Linked DNA regions of Macaca mulatta: region 2 is linked to region 1. Evidence: chromatin contacts called from public Hi-C data. All regions are on one chromosome and are shown on one strand. Each heading gives the region's core, a stretch centred on a gene start, on an enhancer-like site or on the middle of the called end of the contact. The rest is flanking DNA. Distances are from core to core; before and after follow the strand shown.

The links. A called contact is a pair of places that touch in the nucleus more often than the background predicts.
Region 2: a contact with region 1 is called in a Hi-C map of liver, with 2.2 times the contacts expected there. The contact joins the promoter of TOMM40 here to the promoter of NECTIN2 in region 1. A contact is called at or near these places in 3 of 14 Hi-C or Micro-C datasets (blood, cortical neurons and liver).

What each region holds. Positions count from the first base shown.
Region 1 is chr19:57,350,080-57,356,542 of T2T-MMU8v2.0, reverse strand. It overlaps NECTIN2 (nectin cell adhesion molecule 2), which reads right to left and starts at 4,188. Exons shown (of 6, transcript NM_001043593.1): 1 at 4,101-4,188. The coding sequence starts at 4,188. LOC144337180 (a long non-coding RNA gene) reads left to right here. Exons shown (of 4, transcript XR_013409913.1): 4 at 50-862.
Region 2 is chr19:57,393,827-57,400,120 of T2T-MMU8v2.0, reverse strand. TOMM40 (translocase of outer mitochondrial membrane 40) reads right to left here and starts at 2,776. Exons shown (of 10, transcript NM_001260795.1): 1 at 2,697-2,776; 2 at 2,321-2,600; 3 at 1,562-1,629; 4 at 1,099-1,191; 5 at 137-238; 6 at 1-57. The coding sequence starts at 2,594. It overlaps LOC144337181 (a long non-coding RNA gene), which reads left to right and starts at 3,303. Exons shown (of 3, transcript XR_013409914.1): 1 at 3,303-3,400; 2 at 3,895-4,018. It also overlaps a transcript of NECTIN2 not described here.

The DNA of each region.
Region 1 (6,463 bases), core at 2,939-5,438:
CAAAGTGCTGGGATTACAGGCTTGAGCCACCGCGCCCGGCCCTTGAAAGTCTTTTAATGGTCTCCCTGCTGTCTCTTAGCGTCTCTTATCTGTGTCTTCCAGGGTCTCTTCTCTCTCTCTCTGTGTCTAGTTCTTAGGGTCCCTGTCCCTCTGTGTCTCGAATTCCCAGGGTCTCTCTTGGGATCTCTGTTACTGTTTTCTCTTTTGAGACAGCATCTTGCTCTGTGGCCCAGGCTGGAATGCAGTAGTGCAATCAGGGCTCACTGCAGCCTTGAACTCGGTTCAGGGATTCTCCTGTGTCAGCCTCCCAAAGTGCTGGAATTACTGGTATGAGCCACTGTGCCTGGCCTCTGTCACTCTTATCCGTGTCTCCCAGAGTCTCTGGTCTCCGTTCTGTGCCTCTCATATTCTCTGTCTCTTTGTAATGGCTTTATTAAGACATTATTCCCATACTATACAATCTACCCATTTAAAGTGTACAGTTCAGTGGCTTTTGTATATTCAGAGTTGGCCATCCAACACTCGAGCAATTATAGAACATTTTCATTAGCCCAAGAAGATACCCCGTCCCCCTTAGTGACTCTCTTCCTCTTTCCTCTGTATGTCTGACATTTCTGGTCTCTTTCTCTGTCTGGGTCTCCCTATCTCTGGAACCTGGCTCTCTGCCTTGATTCCTGGGGCTCTCCTCTCCCAAGACTTCTGGTCTACGTCTCTAAGAGTGTCTGTTTCTGTCTCTGACCGTGGGGTCTCCCTGCCTCCGGGGTCTCCAGTGCCCTGTCTCCCCACACCTTCTCACAGCCTGGCCCATCTCGCTGGGCCCCCACTTCTCCTCCCCTTCCTGCTCCATTTGTCAGCATTGCTGGGACATTAAAAATGTAACAGCATCCCAGGCAGGGGCGGGGGAGCTGGCCCATGTGCCCAGCTCCTTGTCCCCAGCTCCCTGTCCCTCCTGTGTTCATCACTCCCTGTGGCCCCCACATATCGCTGGCCTTGAGGCCCCCTGTACACTGACCTCCCTGGGTCACGGCACCTCTGCTCTTCCACAGCTGGAGTCTTTGGGGCTCCCTGCCTGTCACCAAACCCCTTTCCTTTTGTTGTCCCTGCCTTCATCTGGTATCTATGTCTATCTCCCTTCCCCCACCCTCCTCTGTCCCAGTCCCATTCCAGTGTCTTTCCGCCTCATCCTGTGATGGTATTTCACCTCCCCTCCATCCTCCGGTTCCATTCCTAGATGTGTCTCTGACCCCATTCCTAAATCTGTGTCTGACCGCTTCCCTCTACTGGCCTCTGTCACCATCCTTGTAGCTCCAGCCTCTCTATATACCCACCCCCCCACTTCTCTGCCCAGTCCCCCTTCCCTAATGAGAGGAGACAGCCAGGCTGCTGTCCCTCTGCTCCCCTCCCCCTCCACTACATGGGGCTGCCTGGCGGACATGGACACATGGATGGGCAGGGAAGGAAGCTGGGGGAGGGGAGACGGCCCAGCTGGGGGCCCAGGTGGTGCACCCACATTCCTTGAGGAGGCCAAGCAGTGAAGGCAGTGCAGCTAGAGAGGTATACAGAGAAGGATGGAGAGGAGAGAGAGAGATGGAGGGGAAGAGAGAAAGAGCTTGGAGAGGGATGGAGAAAGAGAGGGTGAGAAACGAAGAGAGATGAAGAGGGGGAAAGAAAGTGAGGGAATAAGGAAAACAGCGAGGAGGAGGGGAGAGAGAGATTTGGAGTGAGCACGTGCCAGTCAGCCAGCCAGCAGACCACAGAGGCGAAGGATGGGGGGGGTGGTCAGGAAAAGGGTCGATAGCTCCTTCCCCAGGTGCTAAGAGCTTTCACAGGGAATCAGTGGGGCCTTGGAGCCTTCCGGATGGTCCGCAGGGAACGGATTGTTATCTCAGTTTTTTTTACCAGGGAGGAAATGGAAACTCAGAGGCACTTCCTGGAGCCCACCCAGTGAGGGGCTCTGAAGAACCGGAGCCCGGCTTCCCCGGGACCTGCTGTGAGACCTTGAGAAGCCAGCTTGCCTTTGCTGAGCCTGTTTCCTCATCTGTAAGATGGAAACAGAAACAGGACCTGTCTCCCAGGGCAAGCTGGAGCCTTCCGTGAGATCATGCACCAAGCCAACAGTAGGTTCAGGGTCTGGTGGGTTCGGAGAATTCACCCAGAGGTGCCAGTTCTGATCTTACCTCTCTATTTCTGCCTGAAGGGAGAGGCAAGGGATTGACGGGGAGTCCCCAGCTCTAGGTCAAAGCTGGGAGGCCAGTGAGAGCCATCCTGGGGCAAATGAGGCCAGAGAGGTGGCCGGGGTTCCCCCAAGATCCCCCTGAGCTCTTTTTTTTTTTTTTTTTTTTTTTGAGACGGAGTCTCGCTCTGTCGCCCAGGCTGGAGTGCAGTGGCCGGATCTCAGCTCACTGCAAGCTCCGCCTCCCGGGTTCACACCATTCTCCTGCCTCAGCCTCCCGAGTAGCTGGGACTACAGGCGCCCGCCACCTCGCCCGGCTAGTTTTTTGTATTTCTTAATAGAGACGGGGTTTCACCGTGTTAGCCAGGATGGTTTCGATCTCCTGACCTCGTGATCCGCCCGTCTCGGCCTCCCAAAGTGCTGGGATTACAGGCTTGAGCCACCGCGCCCGGCCCCCCCTGAGCTCTTTTCTGCGCAAACCCTCGGGAAAGTCTAGCATCCCAGAGTTTGTCGCTGGGAATACACAGCCGGGTCACCTGCAAGGGGCGGGGCCAGTGCCTCTTTCAAGGGTTCCCTCCCAGCCCCTCCCTCCCCAGGGGGGCCGCTCTCCTCCCCTAATGGGGTGGATGGAAGGACGCCAGGGGGTCCAAGGCATCCCAGTGGGAGGGACGGGGGGGGGGGGCGGGGGGGGAATAAGGGCGGCGGCTCCACTCGTCCACCTCCTGCTACGGCTCTGAGGACAAAGGCGCCACCAGAAGATAAATAAGGTCCCGAAACCGGGAGTCCGGAACACGGAGCCAGGAGCGCCCGCCCCGCCCCTCCCTGGCTCGGCGAGAGTGAAACCAGGAAAACTTCCCCGGCGACGTCTCCGTCGCCCCCGACCATTCACAGGGAAAGGGAGGGGGCTCGCAGCCTCTGGGACTCGGGGCCTCCCGTTCTATCCGGGACTCAGGCGACTGAGACTCCAGCCTCAAGACAGAGCCTTCGACCCTTGATCATATCTGGAGCCCAAGAGACGGGAACCGCAGCTCGCACTTCTATTTGGATCTCAGAAGACGTTCCTCTGCCCACAATTAAGTCTGAAGCTCACGATATCGAGTCTCCTGTCCCCCCAGTTCTGCCGGGAACCCAGAAAACGAAGCCCCCTGCCCACAATTAAATCCAGAATCTACAAGTTTGATCCTCTCTCGCCCCCAGTTTTACCTATATCCCAGTTAGACGTAGCGCCTAGCCTCCATTCTACCAGGGACCCAGAAGACGGAGCCCCTGGCCCCTGATTTTTCTGGAGTCCACGGAGTCAGAGCCCCCAACTCCCTGAGGTTTGGGGTTGGAGCTCCGAGCTCAGGCCCTTCCCACTAAGTCGCTAGAACTCTTATCCTTCGCCCTCCAAGGGACCCGAATCAGGTCCCCTTGTCCTCAGTTCTCTCCGGGCCTCAGACGCCCAAGCCGAGAAGAAGGAAAAATGGGGGAGGGGGTGGTCTCGCCTCTTCCTCCAGACCCTACTGCGGGAGGTGGGGGGAACATTCCCCACATTCCTGAGACGGGTAGAGGAGATAGAGACCCAGATCCGGGGTGAACTGCTCGGCGCGGGGTGGGGAGGGGGCGCCAGGCCTTCCTCGGATTTAACTCTTTCGGCGCGGGAATCCGAGAAAGGGGGAGGGGGACAGACAAGCCGGCGTAGGATGGGCAGTTGGATTAAGAAGGATGGGGGTGGTGGTGAGAGAGATGCAGAGAGGAGGGGTCAGAGTCTCCTCGAGAGAATCGGACATGTAGGGGGTCGGAGTCGGGGGGGCCAGCCAGGAAGGGGACACGGGAGAGGGGGCTCGGGGAGCCGGGGGTGGGCGGGGAAGGTGCTCGGCTTCCCCAATTCGGAAGGTAAGGGAGGAGGGGGTCCGCGCGGGGGCAGGGGGCCGTCCGCTCGTCTCACCGGTTTTCCGGAGCAGCAGCAGCAGCAGCGGCCACAGCAGCGGCGTCGGCGGCGATCTCGACGGCAGGAGGGCAACGGCCCGGGCCATGGAGGGCCCGGGAGGGGACTGGGCCCGGGCGGAGGCCCGCGGGCCACTCTGTGGGGGCCGATAGGCTGGGCGGGCGAGTAGGTGCCTGTGGGGCTCCGGCTCCGGCTCCGGGCCGGTTCCCGCCGCGCTCTAGCCTCCCTGTTCTGCTCTCCCGGCCCAGCTCTCCCGCCCGGCTCGGCACCCCCGGCCCCTCGCTCAGCTCCGGCGGTTCGAACCCGCTGACGTCACAGGATCTACCCGCTGCTCCCCCGAGCCGAGTCGACCCCGGCTCCGGCCCCGCCCCCTCCTGGCGTTCTGACCCGCCCCCTGGATTCCACGCCTGTTCCTCCACGGGATTCCATTCTCGCTCCTCCCCAGGATTCTAAGGTCGCCCCTGCCACAGAATTCTGTCTCTGTCTGCTCCCAGCGATAAGCCACGCCCCCTAAGGTCTAGCCACGCCCCCTCTGCTCCGGAGTAGGTCCCGCGCCCCGCCCCCTGCCCCCAGCCTGCAGGCCGCCTCACCAAGGTCTTGCCACGCCCCCTTAGGACCTTCCAGCCGACTCCGCCCCCGCGAAGCCCCGCCCCCACCAGCCCCGCCCCTCGCCCTAGCCTTAGTTCGCCCGGTCTCTTAGCTCAGTCCGTCCTGGCCTCAGTTCTGCCCACAGTTCGAATCTTGCCCTTTCTTGCCTGCCCGGGTCCTCTCACCACAGTTGCCTGACGCACGTGGGGCCTTACGGTCCTGACCCCACCACGTCCTGGTTGTGCGACCTCCCCGCAGGTCGCGCCCATCGCTCTGAGCCTGTCTCCCGTACCCTCGTGCGTTTCTAATCTTTGCCCTGGACTCTAGGTGTCGCTGCACTCGTTTCTTTCTGGATTTCTCTGTCTCTCTTAGGTGTCTTTGTGTCTCTCCCTCTCTTTGGGTCTTCCTCTCTGTCCCCTTATTTTTGCCTCTCTGGGTCTTTCGGTCCTCATGCTTCGGTATCGCTCTCTTTCTGGTCTTCCTTTATCGGTCACTCTTTCTTTCTTTTCTTTCCTTCCTTCTTTCTTTCTTTCTCTTCCTTTTTTTAAATAAAAGAGACGGGGCGGGGGACAGCGGGTGGGTCTCACTGTGTTGCTGAGGCTGGCCTCAAGCGATCCTCCCGTCTCGGTCTCCCAAGATGCTGGGATTACAGGCATGAGCCACCGCACCGGCCTGTCTGTCATTGTTTCTGGGTCACTTGGTCCCTATGTCTCTTTCCGTCCTTTGACTGTCTCTGTGCCTCTCTGTCTCTTGTGTTTCTCTCTCCGTCTCTATCTCTGCGCCTCTCTATCTCTGTGCTTCTCTGTCTCTGTCTGTGTGTCTCTCTCTGTCTCTATCTGTGTCTCTCTGTCCCTGTTTCTGTCTCTGTGTCTCCCTCTCGGCGTCTCTTATCTCTGCGTGCGAGTCTCTCTCGCTATCTCTCCGTCCCTGCTCTGTTCTCTGCGTCCTTCCCTCCTTACCTCCCTGCGCGCCCTGGTCCTCCCCTCCCACACCTGCTCCGTACCGCCTTCTCACCGCAGCCACCCGCCAGGGGGCAGCAGAGACCGGCCCCCGCGCTGCGGTGGCCCGGCCGAGCTGGGTGGGGCTGGGCTCCAGTCAGGCCTTCGGACCTGGTCCCTCCCCGCGTCCTTGTCCCACTTCCCCTATCTCCCCAGCCTCCTCGCGTCTTTGTGTCTCTCGCTCAGACTCGGGCCCTTTGTCTCTCCCCGGCGGCTCGCCCTCCTCCCTGCCCCCACCTACCTCTTCGCATTCTTTGGGCTGCCCAGGGGGAGCTGCTGAGGCCGCGCCGCGGGGCGGGGTGAGGGCGGGAAGCGGGAGGCCTGGGGGAGGGGGTGCCACTGAGCTCCAGCCTGGGCCCAAGTTCCTTCCAGGCCAGTAGGCGCCGAGCTGCTCAGCTGGAGGCAGGTGCTTCGGGGCTTCTTGCCCTAGCAAGAGGACCACCTGGGCTCGCCCTCCCTTCTACCTGCCACACCTGGGCTTTCCTACCCAGAAGGACTAGGTTTCAAGTATCAGAGGCTGTTATCTCTCCGCGTTCAAGTCTTAGTTATGATACTATTTATTTATTTATTTATTTATTTATTTATTTATTTGAGACGGAGTCTCGCTTTGTCGCCCAGGCTGGAGGGCAGTGGTGCGATCTCGGCTCACTGCAACCTTCGCCTCCTGGGTTCAAGCGATTCTCCCACCTCAGCCTCCTCCTGAGCAGCTGAGATTACAGGCGCGCGCCACCACGCCCGGCTAATTTTTGTATTTTTAGTAGAGACAGGGTTTCACCA
Region 2 (6,294 bases), core at 1,527-4,026, 45 kb before region 1:
GTCAGAGCCCCGATACTCCCCGTCCACCTGCCAGTTCACAAACTTCGACTGCTGGGTCTGTGGGGAGGAGGGGGTGTGAGGGCTGCTCCTTGCTCATGGTGGCCGAGGGGAGCAGCAGCCTCCGTGCCCCACTCACCTGGATGGCCATCTTGGATCTGAGGCCGGGGCCCAGCTGGTGAATGACCTGAGCGTTGAGGCTGCCGCTGTTGTCCATGTCACCCACCAGTACAGGGAACGCCTGTGAGGCAGAGAGAAGGGCAGGGGTCAGAGGTTGCACACTGTGGAAGCAGGTGAGGTGGGCCAGGGTGAGAAGCCTGGGGTCAGAAAGCCTCAGATGGGGGTCCCCTCCTCCATGAAGTCCTCTCTGACCACCTAGGTTGAGTTAGGCTCCCCTACCTTTGGGTTCCCCCATGTCAGCCCTGCCCATCCTGGCTTGTTACTCTCTGGGAACAGGTCTGTCTTCTGCCCCACTGGTGAGTCCCATGGCTTTCAGTCATGTGTGCCAACACAGGGCTGGGCACAGAATATGTTGTGCAATGAAGGTTTGCAGAATAAACTCATTTACTGAAGGGAAACGATAGAAGCAGAGACCTCATTCAGTCCCCCACACCCTGTCCAGGCCTCCAGTTTTGGCCTTCCTAATAACTAGCCCCTACACGGCTGCCCCAGAAATGCTTCTAAAGAAAGATTTCTACAGCGGGAACCTGTGGACCACGTCTTTCCCTTGACCAAACCATGCCATGACTCTTCACAAGCCCCTAGAGAAAGTCCAAAGCCTAGTTTGGCATTCAAAGTTCTGCATGATCTACAGCTCAGCTCTTTCCACCCTGGGTCATCGCTGTCTAGCAAGAGAGAGGCTGTGGTCACACCCCCAGCATTGCTCAGCGTGGAGCCAGGCAGGCAGAGAGCAGGGGTTCGGCGGATGTTTGCTGGATGAAGGAATTACTCGTGTTCCACTACATCTCGGAGAGATGCAGTCCCCATCTCCAAGCTCTCGGCAGCTGTGACCTTTTCCTGATGATGCCAGTCTTAGCTTGGCATTTGGCCACAAATTTGTTATTCGAAAGATACAAAGAATGGATGAGAAAGGAAGCTCACCTCTGTGGGACTCAGCTGCTTTGTCCCCACATACGTGACCCCGAAGTGGTAGTTGGACTCCCCGATTGTGCTGAGGGCTACTGTGTGGTTCACCTGGGAGGAGAGCGAGGGCTGTGAGGATGCTGGACAGATGGGCTTGCCCAATGAAGAGGGCAACGAGAAGGTCTCTGGGCTGGGCAGGGGATGAAGACTGGGAGGCACAGCCTGACTAAGAGACTCAGAGAAAGGAGGTGCTGCCAACAGGCCCACATACCTGTTCCTTGACTCCAGCCTAGCTGCTATGGGAGACAGTACCTCTGGATTCTAGGTCCCCAAACTGAGTAGTCTGGCACTGTATCTCCGAGTCTTTTCAAGTATCAGGCAGCCCAGTTCTTGAGGGAGGAGTAAGGGGGCGAGTGTGCGGATGCAGGGAGGGGGATGGTGGGGACGATCTCTGGTGGGTAAGGACACCAGGAAGGCTCACCTGGAAATGGTTACTCAACCCTTTGTTGACTGTGAGCTTGACACCCTCCATCTGAATGGGAAACAGCTCTGGAGAAGAGAAACGCTGTCACACTCCACCCCAACCCCATACCAACTCTCATCTCTTCCTTCCCTGCTGTCCCCAGCTCTCTCCAGAGACCCATAGCAGAACATCTCACAAAGGCTTCCACCTGTAAAGAGGCAGTGCAGCCTAGTTAGACAGGGCCAGGGCCTTTGCCTGCTCAAATCTCACTGCCACCAAGCTGAGCAACTTTAGGTCAAACTCATCATCTCTAAGATGGGACCCTCACCATACAGAATTGGCCCAAGGATCTAATGAGTTAACATATAGTGAACACCAAAACAGAACTTCATAAACCTGTACCACTATTACTACTCTGATTGCTCCAGGCTGGGATCCGGAGGCTTTGGGTTCCACCCCCACGGAACCTTGCTGACACCGTGACCTTGGGCCTCAGTTGCGTTCCCGATAACAAGAGAAGTCTGGCTTGGCTGATCCCGGGGCTCCTGAGGTCCCTAAGGCTTTTCTCTACTGCTATGACATTCCACCCCGTTTCCACCATTTGATTCCATCATTCTAAGCCCCAAGTCCAACGTTCCACCATTCGATCCCAACGTCACCTCCTAGTGCTGTTGAATAATTCCAATGGTGCGCGCCAAATCCCAAAGTCCCCAGTGTCCTCCCCTTTCCCCCGAGATCCGGGCCATCGCAGCCCCGAGGGGGCCCGTCGCCCCTCACCCTTGCACTTCCGGTGGCACTCCTCGAATGTGCCCGGGTTGGGCAGGCAGCCGCAGGCCCCATCCTCGGCGGCCCCTGCGGCGCTGGCGGTTGCAGCCCCGGGGGTCCGTTCCGAACCTCGACTCGTACTGGTGCCGGCGCCCAGGCCGCCTCCCAGCGGTGGCAGCGTGAAGCCCGGCGGCGAGGGCGGAGGTGGCGGCAGCCCCACGAGGGCCGGCGCAGGCGGCGGTGGCGGCCCTGCGGGCGGCGAGCTGGCGGCCAACACATTCCCCATGGTCGCCTGCGAAGGGAGAGGTCAGAGGGCGGAGGTCAGGGCCCGTGCGCCCGAGACTCAGCCCCAGCAAATCCCCACCCGACTCCGGGCCCCGGTTCTCACTGGCGGCGGCGCCTGCTCCCGGCCTGGGCTCCGCTCCCACCCCGTGCGCCACGCGCAACCGAACCCGCTGCCGCCGCCGCCACCACCGTCTCCCCGCCCCGCCTAGCCCATTGGTTTAGTGTGCCCTGAGGCCCGCCCACCAGCGTCAAGACTCGGTCTTCCCATTGGACTTGTGAATAAAGTCCCGCCCACTTTTCCTAACTGTCCTTTTGTATTGGTTCTCACTCGCAGGCATGTCACGGCGCACCTCCCGCCCTTCTCATTGGCTCGCCGCGCTTACGCCTATTGGCTCGCGTCGCCGCGGGTTCCGGTGCTAGCCCGCCATTGGTGTGTGCTGCGCATTTTGCCACGCCCGCTGAGGCATCGCCCCGCCTATCACCTGGAGGAGGCCCTCTTTTGATTCCGCCCCGCGGCGAAGTTGCTGTGATAATTGGGCTGCTTTGACCCTTGCAGCATTTTGATTGGCTCCAATGTGTACGGGGGCCGACCTTGGTGGCGTATCAGCTTGGTACTCTCATTGGCTAACGTTCCAGGGTCGAAGGACAGGTAAAGGTGAGTTGCGCGGCAGAGGCGGCTAGGCAGCAAGGTCAGGCCTCGCGTCCCACCAGGCACCGCGGCAGCGGGGCACGCACCCCACCTCTGGTCCGGAGTAGCTGACCCAAAACCGGAAGTGCTGGCCCTTCCCAGAGTGCCTCGGGAGAATTGTAATCTGTTCTGAGAACCCTGCGCTGCTCCTCGTTACCCACAATGCCCTCATCACCTCTTAGACCCACCCCTTTCGTTACCCATCATGCCTCTTGTTCCTCGCGTCACTGCGGCTTCTATCTTTGGCCCATTCATTCCTCTCCCATTACCCATCGTGCCTCTGCCCCATTCATTTGAGCTTCATTGCCCGGACTACTTTTAGTTCCAGCAGCTTGCTCACTTTCGTCGTTCTTCCGGCCCTTCTCTAATTAGCCATCATGTTTTGGATCCATTAAGTCCTGTCCTTTACCTCCCTTGCCCCCGTCCCTATTTTTTCATTATTCATCACTCTGCCTCTGGCTCCTTCATTCAGGTTTATTACCCGTCATGCCTTGGGCTCCTATTACAACGTTATTCATGATTTTGCCTTTGATCTATTTTTGCTTGCCATTTATCCTTTAAACTTGAGCCTCTCATAGTTTCGATACTGCTTTTTTAATTTTTATTTTTTTAGACACAGGGTTGGACTCCGTCGCCCAGGCTGGAGTGCAGTGGCGCCATCATAGCTCACTGCAGCCTTGAACTTCTGGCCTCAGTCGATCCTCCCACCTCAGCCTCCAGAGTAGCTGAGACCACAGGTGCGTGCCATCACGCCCAGCTAACTTTTGTAGAGGCGGGGTCTCACTGTGTTTCCCAGACTGGTCTCTTAACTCCTGGACTCAATCGATCTTCCCGCCTCAGTCTCCCAAAGTGTGGAATTACAGGCATAAGCCACTGCACCTGGCCAATTGCTGTTTTTTATCTTTGTTCCATTCATCATACTGCTGTTGCAATTATTCATATTCAGTAAACAGCATGCCCTGGACCCCTCCCCATTCCATTACTCAACATTTTTTGATTGATAGGTTTTTGCTCATTACTCTCTCAATTCTTATTTTGTATCTTTGGTCACTTTTTGTCTTTAACTCTCTTAACGCCTAGTTCACTGATTATCTCAAGCTCTTAGCCTCCTTCATTCCCCTTCATGTCTCACCCCATCCCTTTCACATCCCACAGAAAACGCAAGTTCTGGTCAAAGTATAAATTCATATTTTGTAGGAAATGTAGTTTACAAAACAGTATCAATCGCTACCCCCAATCCAGGTGACCCACTTTCCCCTGAAGGGAGACGTTTAGGTCCTATTTCACTGGGCAAGGGTAAAATGATTCAGTAGTCTTCCAGGTTAACAGTAAATTCTTCTCCCAAGGCTGGGGGCGTCAAGGCACAGTCTGTATGAGGCTCACCCTGTCTGGTCCTAGGCTGGGCTGCTTGCTTGGTAGGTAGGAATTGGGGTGGGGATGGGGGCTCAGGGAAGGGTCTGGACCCTGAGACTTCTGCTTACAGGAGGGTGCTGGGAAAACTCTGCGTTGGGCTGGGGAATCCCCTCTCTCCCATCTTTGGGGAACAGGGTGGGGAGGGGGTAAGTGGGACCCTGCTGCCTGGAGGGCTCAGGTCTGAGCAGCAGGGAGCCCTCAGTGCCCACTCCAGCAGACCTATTGGGAATTTACTACCTGAAGACAAATTATAGGTCTAGGGTCTTCTTTGTGATTTGGGGGGAGTCGAGGCATTGGTGGGGGGTGAGAGGTATGATCTAAGGTCACAGTCTGGGAGAGGAGTCCTTGGGATCAGAGGTTGTGCAGAAGCACCTTCCCCACCTCCTGCCTCATGAGATAAGGTTGCCAGGATTCCATTATCATGGTGAGTTTCTCTGGGCTCATGGATTAAGGGTCATAGTGGAGCCACCAAGGTAGAAATCACAAATGGGATGCACGTGTGTTAACTGACAGTGGCCTGGCCAGAGGTCAGGGGGCACTAGATCCTTGGCAAGAAAGCTAAGGGATCAACAGGTGAGATGTGAGACACCAGACGCGTGGCAGCTCACACGTACATGGCCCGGGACATGACAAAGCCTTTGCCCTGGTAGGAATCAGAGGGGCTGCTGTAGGACAGAGCATCGTAGATGGGGTTGATCTTATCCAGATACTCTTCCTCCTCCTCCCCCTCCTCATCCTCTAGATCCAGGGAAACGTCTTCCACAACAGGTGGCCCTGGAGGCACCGGGATGGGGGATCCCAGGCTTGTGGCTCCAGGGTGCAGGGGTCCTGACCGCTCTTCCAAAGTGGGCAATTCATGGTATCGAGGCATTTCCTGGAGGTGGAGAAGGGACAGGAACTCAAGATCACTTCCTACGCATGACACAGATGACCAATCTGCTCTTGACCCCCAAATCCTGACCACTCTCTCCCCATGCCAACAAGATGCCATCTCACTCCTTGTCCATGAGGTCATATTGCACTGGGACATTCATTCGGCCCTTCCCTAACCCAAAGCCCAGCACACGCAACTCACCCTGTTAATCCTGGGACTCACCTTTGTCCCTCGATCTCTGCAAATCTTTCCCCGTGAACTTTCACCTCAGTCTCAGCCTCAAGTACTTAACCTTGGGCTCTAAACGGCCCTTTGAACCTTCAGCGCAACCTCAGTGACCCCTGACCTCCGGTAGACCACTGAGGGGAGTGACTTGATTTGTCTTGTCCCAGCTTCAGGGATGGTATCCAGTAAATGTAGATAATCAATTTGCTTTCATTCTATTTTATTATTATTATTTTTTTGAGATGGAGTTTTGCTCCTCTCTCCCAGGCTGGAGTGCAATGGTGCAATCTCGGCTCATTGCAACCTCTGCCTCCCAGGTCCAAGCGATTCTCCTGCCTCAGCCTCCTGAGTAGCTGGGATTACAGGCGCCTGCCACCACGCCCAGCTAATTTTTGTAATTTTAGTAGAGACGGGGTTTCACCATGTTGCCAGGATGGTCTTGAACTCCTGACCTCAGGTGATTCACCTGCCTTGGCTTCCCAGAGTGCTGGGATTACAGGC